Regions from separate parts of the Rattus norvegicus genome. Here all the other regions are linked to region 3. A link is a contact called in public Hi-C and HiChIP or PLAC-seq data. All regions are on one chromosome and are shown on one strand. The core of a region is the stretch at or near the end of the contact, and the rest is flanking DNA. Distances in the headings are between cores, read along the strand shown.

What was found. A called contact is a pair of places that touch in the nucleus more often than the background predicts. HiChIP or PLAC-seq counts read pairs in DNA pulled down with a chosen protein or histone mark.
Region 1: an H3K27ac HiChIP or PLAC-seq map of oligodendrocytes shows a contact between it and region 3, with 9 times the contacts expected there. The contact joins the promoter of Fancc here to the promoter of Ptch1 in region 3. A contact is called at or near these places in 1 of 12 Hi-C or Micro-C datasets (mammary epithelial cells) and 1 of 1 datasets of contacts at active chromatin or transcription factors (oligodendrocytes).
Region 2: a contact with region 3 is called in a Hi-C map of Schwann cells, with 5 times the contacts expected there. The contact joins the promoter of Ercc6l2 here to the promoter of Ptch1 in region 3. A contact is called at or near these places in 9 of 12 Hi-C or Micro-C datasets (the A7r5 cell line, Schwann cells, frontal cortex and 5 more) and 1 of 1 datasets of contacts at active chromatin or transcription factors (oligodendrocytes).

What each region holds. Positions count from the first base shown.
Region 1 is chr17:1,684,939-1,689,042 of GRCr8, forward strand. Fancc (FA complementation group C) reads left to right here and starts at 2,151. Exons shown (of 15, transcript NM_012557.2): 1 at 2,151-2,365. It overlaps LOC134482656 (a long non-coding RNA gene), which reads left to right. Exons shown (of 3, transcript XR_010059023.1): 3 at 1-9.
Region 2 is chr17:1,313,701-1,318,020 of GRCr8, forward strand. It overlaps Ercc6l2 (ERCC excision repair 6 like 2), which reads right to left and starts at 2,356. Exons shown (of 19, transcript NM_001400699.1): 1 at 2,143-2,356. The coding sequence starts at 2,185. It overlaps LOC102554174 (a long non-coding RNA gene), which reads left to right and starts at 2,461. Exons shown (of 4, transcript XR_360679.4): 1 at 2,461-2,594.
Region 3 is chr17:1,553,466-1,557,984 of GRCr8, forward strand. Ptch1 (patched 1) reads left to right here and starts at 2,106. Exons shown (of 24, transcript NM_053566.3): 1 at 2,106-3,012. The coding sequence starts at 2,854.

The sequences.
Region 1 (4,104 bases), core at 901-3,400, 130 kb after region 3:
AGTTAAATAGCCCCGTAATTATTATTTTTTTTTTCGGAGCTGGGGACCGAACCCAGGGCCTTGCGCTTGCTAGGCAAGCGCTCTACCACTGAGCTAAATCCCCCCCCCCCAGTAATTCTTTATTAACCATTAACCTGACATAAAAATACTGCCATTTTTTCAAATATATAAAAAAATCTGAGTACCAAAATAGTGACTTTTGCTCTAAAAAACAAGAAACGAACATGGTTTCACATTGTTTTTGCTGGTAAATACTGACTAACAAAAAAAACCTTAAAACTTGTCACTGTATGGCTTTTTTTAGGGCTAAAGTGTCATTTACACTTGTCTCTCACCACACATGCTGTTCTTTTCTTTTTTCTTTTTCTTAAAGATTTATTTATTTATTACATGTAAGTACACTGTAACTGTCCTCAGTCACACCAGGAGAGGACATCTGATCCCAAAACAGATGGTTGTGAGCCACCAAGTGGTTGCCGGAATTTGAACTCAGGACCTCTGGAAGAGCAGTCAGTGTTCCAAACTGCTGAGCCATCTCTCCAGCCCACAGGTGCTATTCTTGATTAGACTAAAATGACTCATTAAAAAGGCACAAGCCTCAACTACAAAAAAAAAAAAAAAAAGCTATTCTGTAAAGCAGAGTGTGTTAGTTTTGGATCAGGTTCCCCTGGTGTCTCTCTTTAAATTTTTGTTATTTTATATGTATTTATTCATGTTTGTGCAGTGTGGTACCCAGTGAGACCAGAAGAGGGCATCAATCCCTTGGACAGGGGTTACCAATAGTTGTGAGCTGCCATGTGGATGCTGTGACTCCAAATCAAGTTCTCTGGAAGAACAGTCAGTGCTCTTAATGGCTGACCCATCTCTTATACCTCTCCCTTAATTAAAAACAACAACAAACCTTGTTATAAATCAATATACTCATTTCAGATTTTGTGAGCTTCATAACCTTGGTAGCACTTGCTTTATGAACTGGATTTGTTCAATGGTAAGATGGCTATGCCTTTAGAATACTGACGTTAACAGTAACCCAGGCAGGGGATCAGCTTCCTGCTGCTTTTCCTTCCTTGAGTCATGCCCTTCTTGTGGAAGATTCTCTTACTCGGATTGGATTTTGATAGACCCACACAGTCTTTCCTCTTCCCCAACTTAACCCATTCCCCGAGTTTTATTCTGATGTTTAAACATCTTTAAAGTATACAGGTGATCTAATTCAGCAGGTTTTTTTTTTTTTCTACCATGCACTGTCTTTCAGCTAATCTTATTCCCGTTTAAAATAAACAGAAAGATGTCGATTAAAGGTGTGTGCTAGGGTAAAACCATACCACATCTAGAAACAGGTTTTTCCAGCTTACAACCTCCGGATTCAGTGTGACCAAATATCCTGCAACAGAGTATTTAAATATAAGAGCTATTTATTACATGCACATATTACTTATGTGTTATTAAGGCACACTTGAAGTTGTGGCCTTATGATTGTAATGGATGGTTCTTGGGTACTAATTAAAAGATTCTAAAATTTTAAGGTTATTTTGACTCCTCCCTAAACTCAAACATCTGTAATTTATGCAGCTCCAAATTAGAAAACAATTTTTTAAAAAGGGTTGGCAAGATGGCTCAACAGGTAAAAAGCACCTGCCACCAAAGACTGGGTATCTCCATTAGTGAAAGAACTGATTCCCACAAAATTGTCCTCTATGCTCACTTGACATGCACACAAGTGTAATGTTAAAAATTCAAGAATAAAAGATAAGCCAAGTCTCATTTGACAAGAATGGAAGTTTCTTCTTATGTGGCTTAAATGCAACTCTGAACCGGTTTGAACTTGAACTAAGCAGTGAATGGGCTTGACTAGGGATTGGAGCGATCACTAGCCAAAGACAAAACTCCTGTTTGTGGAGTTTGACCCATATGGCAACTCCCTTCTCTTATGAACCACATTCCAGAGTTCTCTCTTTTACGAAGCCCTAGCCCGGTGCGGCGCAGTAGCCACGACCCGCGGTCGCCCACTTCCTCCAGGAGACTCAAAGGACCTTCCCATCATGCCGCGGGAGCGCGCTCGCCCCCAGAGTGCATTGCGCGTGCGTGCGTGCGCGCGCGCAGCCCCACTCCCTTGCGACCGCGGGAAAATTCCAAACTCGTCAAAGCATAACAAGTTCCGTGAGGTCGTGCCAAGTTTTCAAGCCGCAGAAGCCGGGAGGTGGCTTCTTTTCCGCCGCGGCCCAGTCTGCTGAGGGAGCTCTGGGTGAGGACCACCCGGGAAGGCTGCCGCTTTCCGCCAGGGCAGGGAAGACTCGCGAGAACGTGCGCCGAGTCTCAACGTGGGCAAGCAGCGCTCCCTCGGCGCTCTGTCTGAAGCTGGAAGGTGAGAAGCCACGGTAGGCGGGTGCGAGCCGCGGGAGGGCGGGGCAGGAGATGGCGCTAAGCCCGGCAGGAGGCGGGGCCTGGCGAGAGGCGTGGCTACAGCCAGGTGGGAGGTGAGGCCGACAGTGGGGGCGTGGTTAATCCGGAATTGAACCGAGCTCGGCAGAGGCCGACCGACCCGGTGGAAACTGATCTCCGCGAGAGCGGGGTCGACCTGGAGGGCCGCTCCACCAGAGTGAGGAGCCGAGAGGGGCGAGCCGGACGGGGCTGACAATGAGGGACAGGGTCTAAGGCCCAAGGTGAATCCTAGTGGGCATGGCTGGGGTGATGGTACAGTTACCCTTCGTCCCCATTTATTTTTATTTTTATTGTTTTAAGCAAATCCTCTCCCTCTGGGTTCAGAGCAGCTGCAGGTACTTTTGAAAGGACTGGAGCAAAGGTAAAGTTTATTGCTCCGCATCCATTAAGAACAGCTGGCCCAGGGTTCCAAGAATGCCCTCCCACACCTGCTTGAGGGACAGGCCCAGAGGGTTTAAAGGTACAATGTGCTTTCTGTAACAATTTTTAGGTGCTTGGTCTTGGAGAGGGTGCTGGACGAAAATCTTGGGCCAGGCCGAGGATGTTCAAGACCTCTGTGTGCCTAGAATTTTCCCCTAGTCTGAGATGATTTAAAAAATCCAATGCCCCAATTAATTTAAGCGGGTGTGATTGACATAGGGTGTGATTGACATGAGATACCTGTTTGTGGATGACCCTCACTCACCTTTAGGGTGGTTCCAAATGGCAGATTTAGTGCTCACAAATGTGTACGTAGAAGCTAGAGGTGTTGTCAGGAGTGACTCTCTTTCCCTCCTCACCCCTTTCCTGCCTCTCCTCACACCCATCACATTTGGCCTGGAGTTCACCTGACTTTGCAAGCCCTAGGGTTATGCCTTTCTCTGCCTCCCCATTGCTGAGATCACAAGTTTGGGCCACACATTTAAAACCTTAAACACACACACACACACACACAGCGACAAACACTATTACTATTGTGGGGGTAGAACTCATGATTTCAGGCTTGTGTGGTAAGCATCTTATCAACTGAGCTAGCTGTTGAATGCTACTTTGTCTGGGTGGTCATGGCTGGTATGTTGTTGCCCATGTGAAGCTGTATGCACATTTTAAATGATGGGGTTCTTAACTGCTTCCATATTTTGGCAAATAGTTCCAGCAGTGATTACACAAATCTTGTATTTATAAAATCAACCTCAAGGAGGCCAGCCTGGCCAGTAGGAAGTTGGTTGGATTTTCTATACCACAGAGAGGCCCCAAGGAATCTCAAACTGTTAAAACCGTAATAGGAGTGGTACAGCCTCGGATCATTGAGAATTCATCCTCAAATGCTCCTTAAAAAAAAAAACAAACCTTAGTTTATGTTACACATATTCTCTGGTGTTGTTTATGGTGTTATGGTTATTAGCTAACTTTTTAATATGGAAACTTCTCTTAGAAGACATAAATGAATTAATTTCCAGTGATTTACTAAAAATCTAATATCATTGGAAAAGAGAATACAAAGATTCACAGATTCAGGTAACGATGCAGTGCTTGAATGCCATGCTGCCCCATCTCTTCCAAGGTTTCATTATGTCTGTCCTGGAACTCACTAGGTAGACCAGGCTAGTCTTGAACTCACAGAGATCCACCTGCCTGTGCCGCCCAAGTGCCGGAATTAAAGGCATGGTGCCACTACGCCTG
Region 2 (4,320 bases), core at 1,106-3,605, 240 kb before region 3:
AAAAAAATAAACAAATGAAAACAAACAAAAACTATCATTTTTCTCTATGCCAACATCTCTGGAAAGCAAGAGCTAGCAAACTTTTTCTACAGTCGACTACTAGCGATTGTTAAATTATAGTTTAGTGAGTACAGTCTCTTACTCTTTAAAGCAAAAAGCAGCCACAGACAATAACTAAATGAGCATGGCTGTATTCTAATAAAACTATTTTAAAAGGCAGCATCAGATTTGATTTAGTTAGTAGTTGGATTACTCTTCCCTCAGTATACGCTACCATCACTTTATCTTGAATCACTCACAACCAATCTACCTCTAGTCCACCTAATTTAGTAGATATCCCATTATTCTCTCAGTATTTTATGACCATAATAGCATTTACAATCTGTTTAAATATGTTTATTTGTTTTTGTCTGTTTTTTTTCCACTAGAGATACTTCCTTTTCAAGAATGTACCCCCAAGGGGATCATCAATAAATCAATCAATACATTAATGTACATATGAAAAATGCCTAAAACATCAATGAACAAAACATACTATTCTATACCCTTCTCTCTATTCCTCTAACCTTCACTTGTACCATCAATTCATGAATATTAATTTAGTCCTATAGTTTGACTTATTGAAAAACTTTGTGTATCAGTAGTTTAAATATATTTTAATGATTCTAGATATCTAATTCTTTATCTACACATATTGGAATAATAAACCCTCTAATTAAAAAAAATAAAAACATAAGCTGAACTTTTAAGTGAAAACAAATTATTGATCTAGTGAGATATATAGGCCCTAAAAAACTCATAGGCATAAACATAATGGCAAAAGGTGCTTTTTACAAAAAGAAGAGAAAGGCATGCTATGGGAAAGCACATTTCAGAGAAGTTTCTCTGGTAGGCTTGTATGTGAAAAACACCACTACATCTTTTATAAGCACCTTTGTACCTGAGTTTGGATAACTTCTAGAATCAAATAGATGAAGTTGGAGCCAGGAAAGATTCTTTACTACAAAGACTGGAATTGCTGGACATGGAAGGACTTCTCTGTGAAAGGTGGTACTGGGGTGTTTCCTTATGATTGGTGTGCCTCCCTCAATTCCAAAGTGCCTTATTTGCTTGTTTCCAACATGGGAAACATACTTCCTCATCAGAGCCTTTGAGTGGTCTGTTTTACCCATCAGCAATTTTCCCCCTAAAATACCAAAGTGACTAAATCTAATAGATTCAACCGAGGAACAAGCATACCAGTCCCACCATCACCACTTAGAAGATTCACTGTTTGCCTTTACCAGTCAGACTCATAAAGGCATTTCTATTTGTAGGTCCTTAATTACAACATGACCAATTTTCAGTCCAACGAGTCCAACGTTGGTTTCTTACCCTGAAATTAGCACTGAATCCCTCCTTACTTTCATGAGATATCTTCCTCAAAGGAAAGGCAAGATTTATCACATGATTCCAGGGTATAGAACACTCAATTGTAAATCTGTTCTGTAAGGGCTGTCTGGTTGGTTCCACCCGTAAGCGAACTTGCTGCTAACATTGGTGACCTGGATTCCAGCCCTTGAGTTCATAAAAACTGATTTACCCAAGCTGGTCTCTGACTCTCACATGCCTGGTTGAGTTAACTTTGTAATTTGTTACTGCAATCACTTTTATTAATAGAAGCTAGGGGGCTAATCTGCGTCCCTGATGGTTTGTATAACTACACCTTCAAAAGCTCTTGGTTACCTAGTAGAGTCAAAATTCTGCTTCAATACACCATGTAGTAAACTGAACTAAATAGGCCTTTGCACATCTACTTGGCAAATCCCTCCTATGGACTAGTAACTGGCAATACACAAAGACAAAAATGACATTTACTGAACTCCATGGACCAAAAGTGTAATCACTGGCATCGAATAGTCACCGAAAACCAATAATTCTCATTCATTTTACAGATGAGGAATCTGATCCCACTGCTCAGCAGAGGGACAGCACTACATCCTTTAGTCCCGGCTCCTAAGGCTGAATCACAAAGCCGAGGACTTCCCGCGGTGAAAGGGTTCGAAATCGTCCGCTGTCAATCACGGGAACCACGCGGAAACCGCTTCCGGAAGTGCCCTGAGGACGTGTTTCTGCGCAGAGGCGCGAGCTCGGAGCTCATACCTTTGTGGGAGTCTGCGCGGGGATGCGGGGCAGAGGCGTCCATCGGGTCAGGTGATGGCGCCCAGCAACCCCGCCGCTTTCAGCGGAGAGGAGGGCACAGCACGTGGGCCTGCTGCCCGACATTGCCCGCCCGGAGCGTCGGGCGCTGTGTGGGGCCTGACGCGGCGGCGTCACCTCAACCACCAAACAACGCTCGCCGGAGCCTATAAATCCCGCGAGAATGAGCTCCTCAGCGCTCCATCGCTCGCCTCCCTCCAGATATCGCGAGAAGACGGTCTATCCTTTCAACGAGCGGAAGCGACTTCCTCTCCGGGCGAGATTGGCCTGGCGCAGTCCTCTAAAATCCAAATATCGCGAGACTTGGTACTGCAAGTCGCTGACATCGAACCTCTTCTGTAAAAGAATCCACGACCTCAGGCGTGTGACATCCTCCCAGGACCGTAAAGGACAGTGTGAGTCCTGGCTTTGTCGCCAAGGAGCGTCAGGAGGCGAGTTTTAAGAGGGCGTTTTCGTGGGTTTGCCTAGTTTATCGTAACTCTTGCGAGTGAAAAACTAGCAGCCCATGCACAAACAAGGTGACCCCTGGGGTTCGGATTTTCCTCACCTTCTGAGATGAGCAGCGACTGTGCCTTACCCTGAGGGAGAGCACACCACGCAGCCAGCTGCCCTCTGCAAGACAGCGTATTGAGCAGGAGCTGAATGAATTCTGCCTGTCCGACGTCTCCCAGACAAGCACCTGAAGCCAAATGTGTTCTTAATGTGTCATGTGGTTTTGTAGGCCACAATTGCCATACAAGTCTCCTAAAGCTAAAATCCAAATGTTAGAGAAGCTGCCTTCCTTCCTAGGAAGTGGAAGAATCGCCACACCTTGACTTGACCTCTTCAAAGCCAAGGATGGTGCATTTCCTGAACCTTCCACAGTGGTTTTTGTTTTAGGAGCTCACCAAAATAATCTTATTTTCAGGTGCACAGTCTTTTAACTACATTAGAAAAGGCTCCTTGACACAAATTTCTTTGTTGGGGGATCATTATCCTGCCTACAGTAGGGTCTTTTTTGGATATACTATGCCTAGTCAACAAAGAGATCTCCATTCTTTGCAGATACCAAAAATTAGTAGACTATTTTCACAGGAGTGCTATATCAAGAGTCACTTGTTTGCATAACAGTAGGAAAAAACTTTAAAGAGAAACATTTAGGAATATAGATGAAGCTAGTAACAACAACCTGAGTAAAGGGGAGTAACTACAAAACTAGAGTTAAATAAAATTATTTGGGAGGCTGGGGTTTTGAGACGGGATTCTCAGTGTGTAGCCCTGGCTGTCCTGGAACCCAGTCTATAGTCCAGGCTGGCCTTGGTTTAAGATGTAAAGCCTTTCAGAGCTGAAACTACAAGTGATTTGATAAATCCAAAATAAACTTTGATTTAAATGAAAGAAATCTTTCTTGTTAAAGGAATACCCTTCTAGCTAACAAGACTCCTCACCTTTGAGTGCCTATTAGGTAACTGCATTGCCATGCTTGTCTTATATAATAAAGTGGGAACAGTCATAAAATGAAGTTAATTATCCTTACTGCCCTTGGAGAAGCTTTTGTTCTTGTTAGTTGCCTGTCATCCTCTTGTAGGGATGCTGATGTTGTGAACCTCCATCACTATGCTAGTTACCTCAAGGTAAGAATTTCTGAAGTTAATCTAAGCATTGTTGGATTGACTATATTGCATGCAAAATCACTGATAATTGATAACATAGCAAAATTAAGCCAATTTAGACTACAAAAATAGGACTGTAGTGTACCCCACTTAAAGCATATGTTTTATATGCATGAGACCTTAGACTCAACACCTAGCACCCAGTAACAATCATGATAACACAAGCATTTCAAGAGAATTTTACTTGAACACCAAAGAGACTTTTAGTATAATTATATTAAAATATAATAATAATATAATTAGCCCTGCAATACTTTATTACAATTGGTTTCTACTTATGTTCACAATATAAAAGGCAAACATATATTATTGGACAAGAAGATCTTTAATGGATTCATCAAAAAGCTCATGAAAAACAATAGGAATGAAAACATAAGAATGTTAGGTGAGTTTGGGTTGCAGCCTTTCTCCCTTGATATATTATTTTAGCTAATGGAAAGAGAGGCAGATGGAGGAAGATGTAAGTAAT
Region 3 (4,519 bases), core at 856-3,355:
CCCTCAGATTCATCACCCCACCTCAGAAACCGAACGGATTCCGCAGGTTTGAGATTCAGGATGGCAAGGCGTCCTAGGGAAGCCCGGAAGGAGACAAGGCTAGAGGGGAGGCTGACTGGGCAGCGATGAAGGACTGCAACATGATGGGGGTGGGGGAGACCTCAACTCCCACCCCCACCCCCACCCCGGGCCCTAGGAGCCGGGTGCTCCGCTGGTGGCCGCGCGCCCCTGCGCGGCCCCTGTCTAACCGCAGTCGGCGCCGCTGAATGGAAGGGCCGGAACGCAGCCATTGGCCAGCAGCGGAGAAGCCGCGCGTTCATTGGGCAACGCGAGGGGGCCGGGCCGCCTTCAGGAATGTACTACGGCGTGCCCAGCACGTCTGTCCGCGGCGGTAGGGCGCGCACACAGCCCCGGGCCCGGGAAGGTTGTGCGTACTGTAATGAGGGCTGGAGCGTGCAGGTCAGCGCGCGGACCCTGTTACCTGTGCGCCCTCATCAAGAGCAGGCCGAAGACTGGAGCGCGCGGACGCACACTCACGCGGGTGCGCGGATGGGCCTCTTGCTCCGGGTCACGTGGTGGAGTAGGCTCCGCCTTCTCCCCGCTCCTCCCCCTTTCCCTCCATCTGGGTTCTTTCTTTCCTTTTCTTTCTTTTTTTTTTTTCAATGAACACACACCGTGTGCATCTTAAAGCCACACTGCCCCATTTCACGGGTTCATTTGGCTCCTCACTACTCCGGTTCCCTCTGCATTTCAAGTTGGAAAAAAAAATAGGACGTAACAGAATCTGGTGTTCCTGGGTCTGGTGTCTACTGCGGGAAGGAGGAACTTCAAACTTACAGGAGAATGGAATGTGCTTTCTTAAGAGTTGTTATTATTTTTCTTAAAGAGCGTAGTTGAGTAGACAATTTAAAGTGTTGCTGGCTCCAAGATTCACTCCCCTCCCCCACGTCGCATTTTTGTTGTTGTTTTGTTCAACAGTAAAGTGAATCCCCTGGATGTCTTGGTGACACTGGACGCAATATCAGGACAAATATTAGCGATCTATGAACAATATGTTTAAAATGAATTCCACATCAAAGCCTTTATTCTCTCCTACGTCACGCTATTAAATGTTACAGGATGCGTATCGAGCTTTATTTTTTAAAAAGCTTAAAACTTTCTTTTAAGAATGTGATTAATTAATGGGGGTCCAGATGAACCCTAAATAATCAAGAAATCTCTCATTTACATTTCTCTGGCCTGCTGAAAAGATTTGCTTCTTTTTATATGTTCAACATTCGAATAAAAAATCAGACTGTGTCTGGCTTCTCCTTATAGACGTGTTCAAATTGGACTGTGCTGTTGTGTATTTGGGGGGGGGTGCTAGGGGAGTGTGAGGGGTTTTAAAAAGGGGTGGCTTTTCCCAACATCTTTGCTCGCCTCTTTAACTTTCCATTTTGTTTATCTTAATACAAGGCGTTGTTCCCTGCAAGAGTCTAAGTCTTGCCTTTGGTTATAAAAGAAAAGAGGAGAAAAAAAAATTGGCACACATTGGCGCACTATCCACCACCCTGTCATTATTGGTGCAGGCCTGGGAATTCAAGCCGGACCTCCCAGTATTCGCTGCAGCTTGAGGCCAAAGTGCCTCTAAAAGGGTTTTCTTTGAGGAATCTCAGAAATTGTTTAAGCGCTTAAAAAAATATTACATATCCCCCCTGTCTATTACGAGGCAAATGCTCCTGTGTGAGCGTGTGCGTGTGTATGTGTGTGTGTGTGCGCGCGCTCGCTCGCAAAAAGCGTCTCAAAAAAAGAAGACACTGTTGAAAAGAAAAGAAATAAGAAAGAAAGGAGGGGGAAGCATTCCTTAATGGAAGTATTGCATGCGAGAAGGTTGGCGCTGGGCGAGCGCCCCCCCACCCCCAAGCCTGGGATGCACACACGGGGGTTGCCTACCTGGGTGGTCTCTCTACTTTGGTGAGCTGTTGCTAAGCAGCTAATAATAGTCATGTTTGCTGAGTAATTTCTGCCCTCCAAGAGCCAATCGCGTCGCAGAAACCCAAGCCATCTGACAGCCCCGGGGGCGGGAGTTCCAGCCTTTTTCTCTTTCGCTCGCTCTCTCCCCCTCCACCCCCTCCCCTCCTCCTCCTCTTTCTCCAAATGGAGAGAGTTCTTTTTTTTCTTCTTCCATCTCATCTATTGAGTCAAGGAGCTGCTGCGGCCGCTGCCCGCTGCACACACACAGAGCGGAGTCCTCAGGTCCCGGTAGCGAGAGAGGCGCGCGGCGCGGGGGCAGAATGGTCCAGCGGGTCGGTGAGGAGAACAAGAAAGCAGAGTCCGGGACCGAGCAGCCACCGCGAACCCAGCAGCCCGAGAGCGAGCAGCCGCTTCAGAAGCCGCCACCGCCAACTCCAGCCGCAGCCGCACCAGCAGCAGCAGCGGCGGCAGCCCCGGCCCGGCATCGCTGAGACCCGCCGGGCACCGTCGCGTCGCCCGCAGCGGGCGCCGAGGGAGCCGGCGCAAGCGGCGGGGGTCTGCGCGCGCCTTCTGCCGTGAAGGGGTCGCGGCGCGGGGCGGGGACGTCTGGGGGGGACTTGGGGACCGCGAGGCGCGCCCTGGAAGTGCCGGCTCTCGCCTTCCCGCGAGCTGGATGTGGGCAGCGGCGGCCGCAAAGACCTCGGGACTCACGCGCAATGTGGCAATGGAAGGCTCAGGGTCTGAGTCCCCGGCAGCGGCCACGGCCGCAGCACCCGCAGCGCCCGCCGTGTGAGCGGCAGCAGCGGGTCTGTCACCCGGAGCCGGAGTCCCCGGCCGCCAGCAGCGTCCTCGCGAGCCGAGCGCCCAGGCGCGCCCGGAGCCCGCGGCGGCGGCGGCAACATGGCCTCGGCTGGTAACGCCGCCGGGGCCCTGGGCAGGCAGGCCGGCGGCGGGAGGCGCAGACGGACCGGGGGACCGCACCGCGCCGCGCCGGACCGGGACTATCTGCACCGGCCCAGCTACTGCGACGCCGCCTTCGCTCTGGAGCAGATTTCCAAGGTGCACTTCTGTCCCCTCCTCCCTCTTCACTTTCCCCTCTTCTTCCTCCTTGGAATCCCTTCCACACAGACACACACACACTCTCCTGAGAAAGCAGCAAAGTGAAGGTTGAAAATTTCAAACTCTCCCTCCGGACTCCGGAGGAAAGGGCTGTCTGAGGTCCGCAGGGGGTGGAGGGGTGCGTGTGTGTGAGTGTGTATGTGTGTGTGGTGTGTGCGCGCGCACACGCCCTCCCTGGTGTGCCTTTTCCGGAGCTTTGGAAACCGTCCGGAGTGGACCACCTCCAGGGCGGCCGCAGTGCGGCACTGCCCCGGGCCCCAGCGCCCTTCTCCCGCGCCCCTGCCCACGGTTGCAACCTAAAGTTCGGCGTTGCCACATTTCTTAACCTCTTTGAGGGGGAGGCGGAGTGGAGAGAGGCGGAGAGAGACAGAGGGGAGGGAGCCAAAGTAAAGGTGGTTTCCTTTTTTGGCAGCCGGTTCTGCTTTCGTTGAGCTTGAAATCTTTGCTCCCTTAAAAATTATTCTCGGGAGAGGACGTCCCTTCTCTTCTAGGTCTTGGGCCGCCTCTTCTCCCAGCCTGCCGGGGAGAGGGGCAGTTGTAAACAAGTTGCCACCTTAAATCTTCGGTACGGGTGTGCTGAACCGCCGGGTTCATTGTGTTTACGAGGCTGGCTGAAATGTGTGGAATCCGGGGAAGGCAAGCACCTAGCCTGGGGCCCGCAGGGGCCCTGGCCAGCACCGGGGCTCCGCCGCCCCGAGAACAGCCTGCGCCCAGCCAGAACCCCGGTCGGCGCCGGCCTGGGCCTCTTCCCTGTGCACTCGGCATTTTTAAAGAGTTCACCAGGAGGGAGTGGGAGAGGAGGGAAAGATCCTTGTGGCCGCCCACTTCCGAGCACAAATAGTGTAAGTTGCAGATGGCTGCCGCACTTCCTAACTGAGCTCCCGCGGTGTCTCCCAAGGCTGTGGAAAAGTGTGTAGAGCGAGCTCTGGCTGCGGGGCTTACCACGTGGACCTCGCTTACAGCCACACCAGGCCGGGACCAGATGGGCCACGGTCGCTGTATATTGTCCCTAAGTGCGCTTGCGCCCTTTACCCGGCCTCCGGGGCACCGGAGGAAGCCACAGGCTGGAGCAGGGGAAGGGGGGACGTGTTCTGGGGGTTCTTTGGTGTTGGGCTTCTCCGCTAGGATCACTCAGGCCCTCCCTCTCCCAAGTCCCCGGTACTAAACCCTGGCTGCTGTTGACGGCTTCTCTGTTAGCCTTTCTCCCCAGCGTCCTAAGTCTCATTCAGGGTTAGTGCTCAGGCCATGCGTGGGGGCGCCCCCTGGTCCCTAGAGTGCAGTTCCCACGCTGCAGTCTCACAGATTTACAACCAAGGCCCCCACGCCTCCAGGGATCCCTCTGGACTGTCCTGGTTCCAGTCCCGTGGGCGAGTCACTGCACCACGGGCGCCCACGCCCCCCACTACTATCCAGAGGGGATCCCCTAGCGGGTGTGCGGAGACAGCGA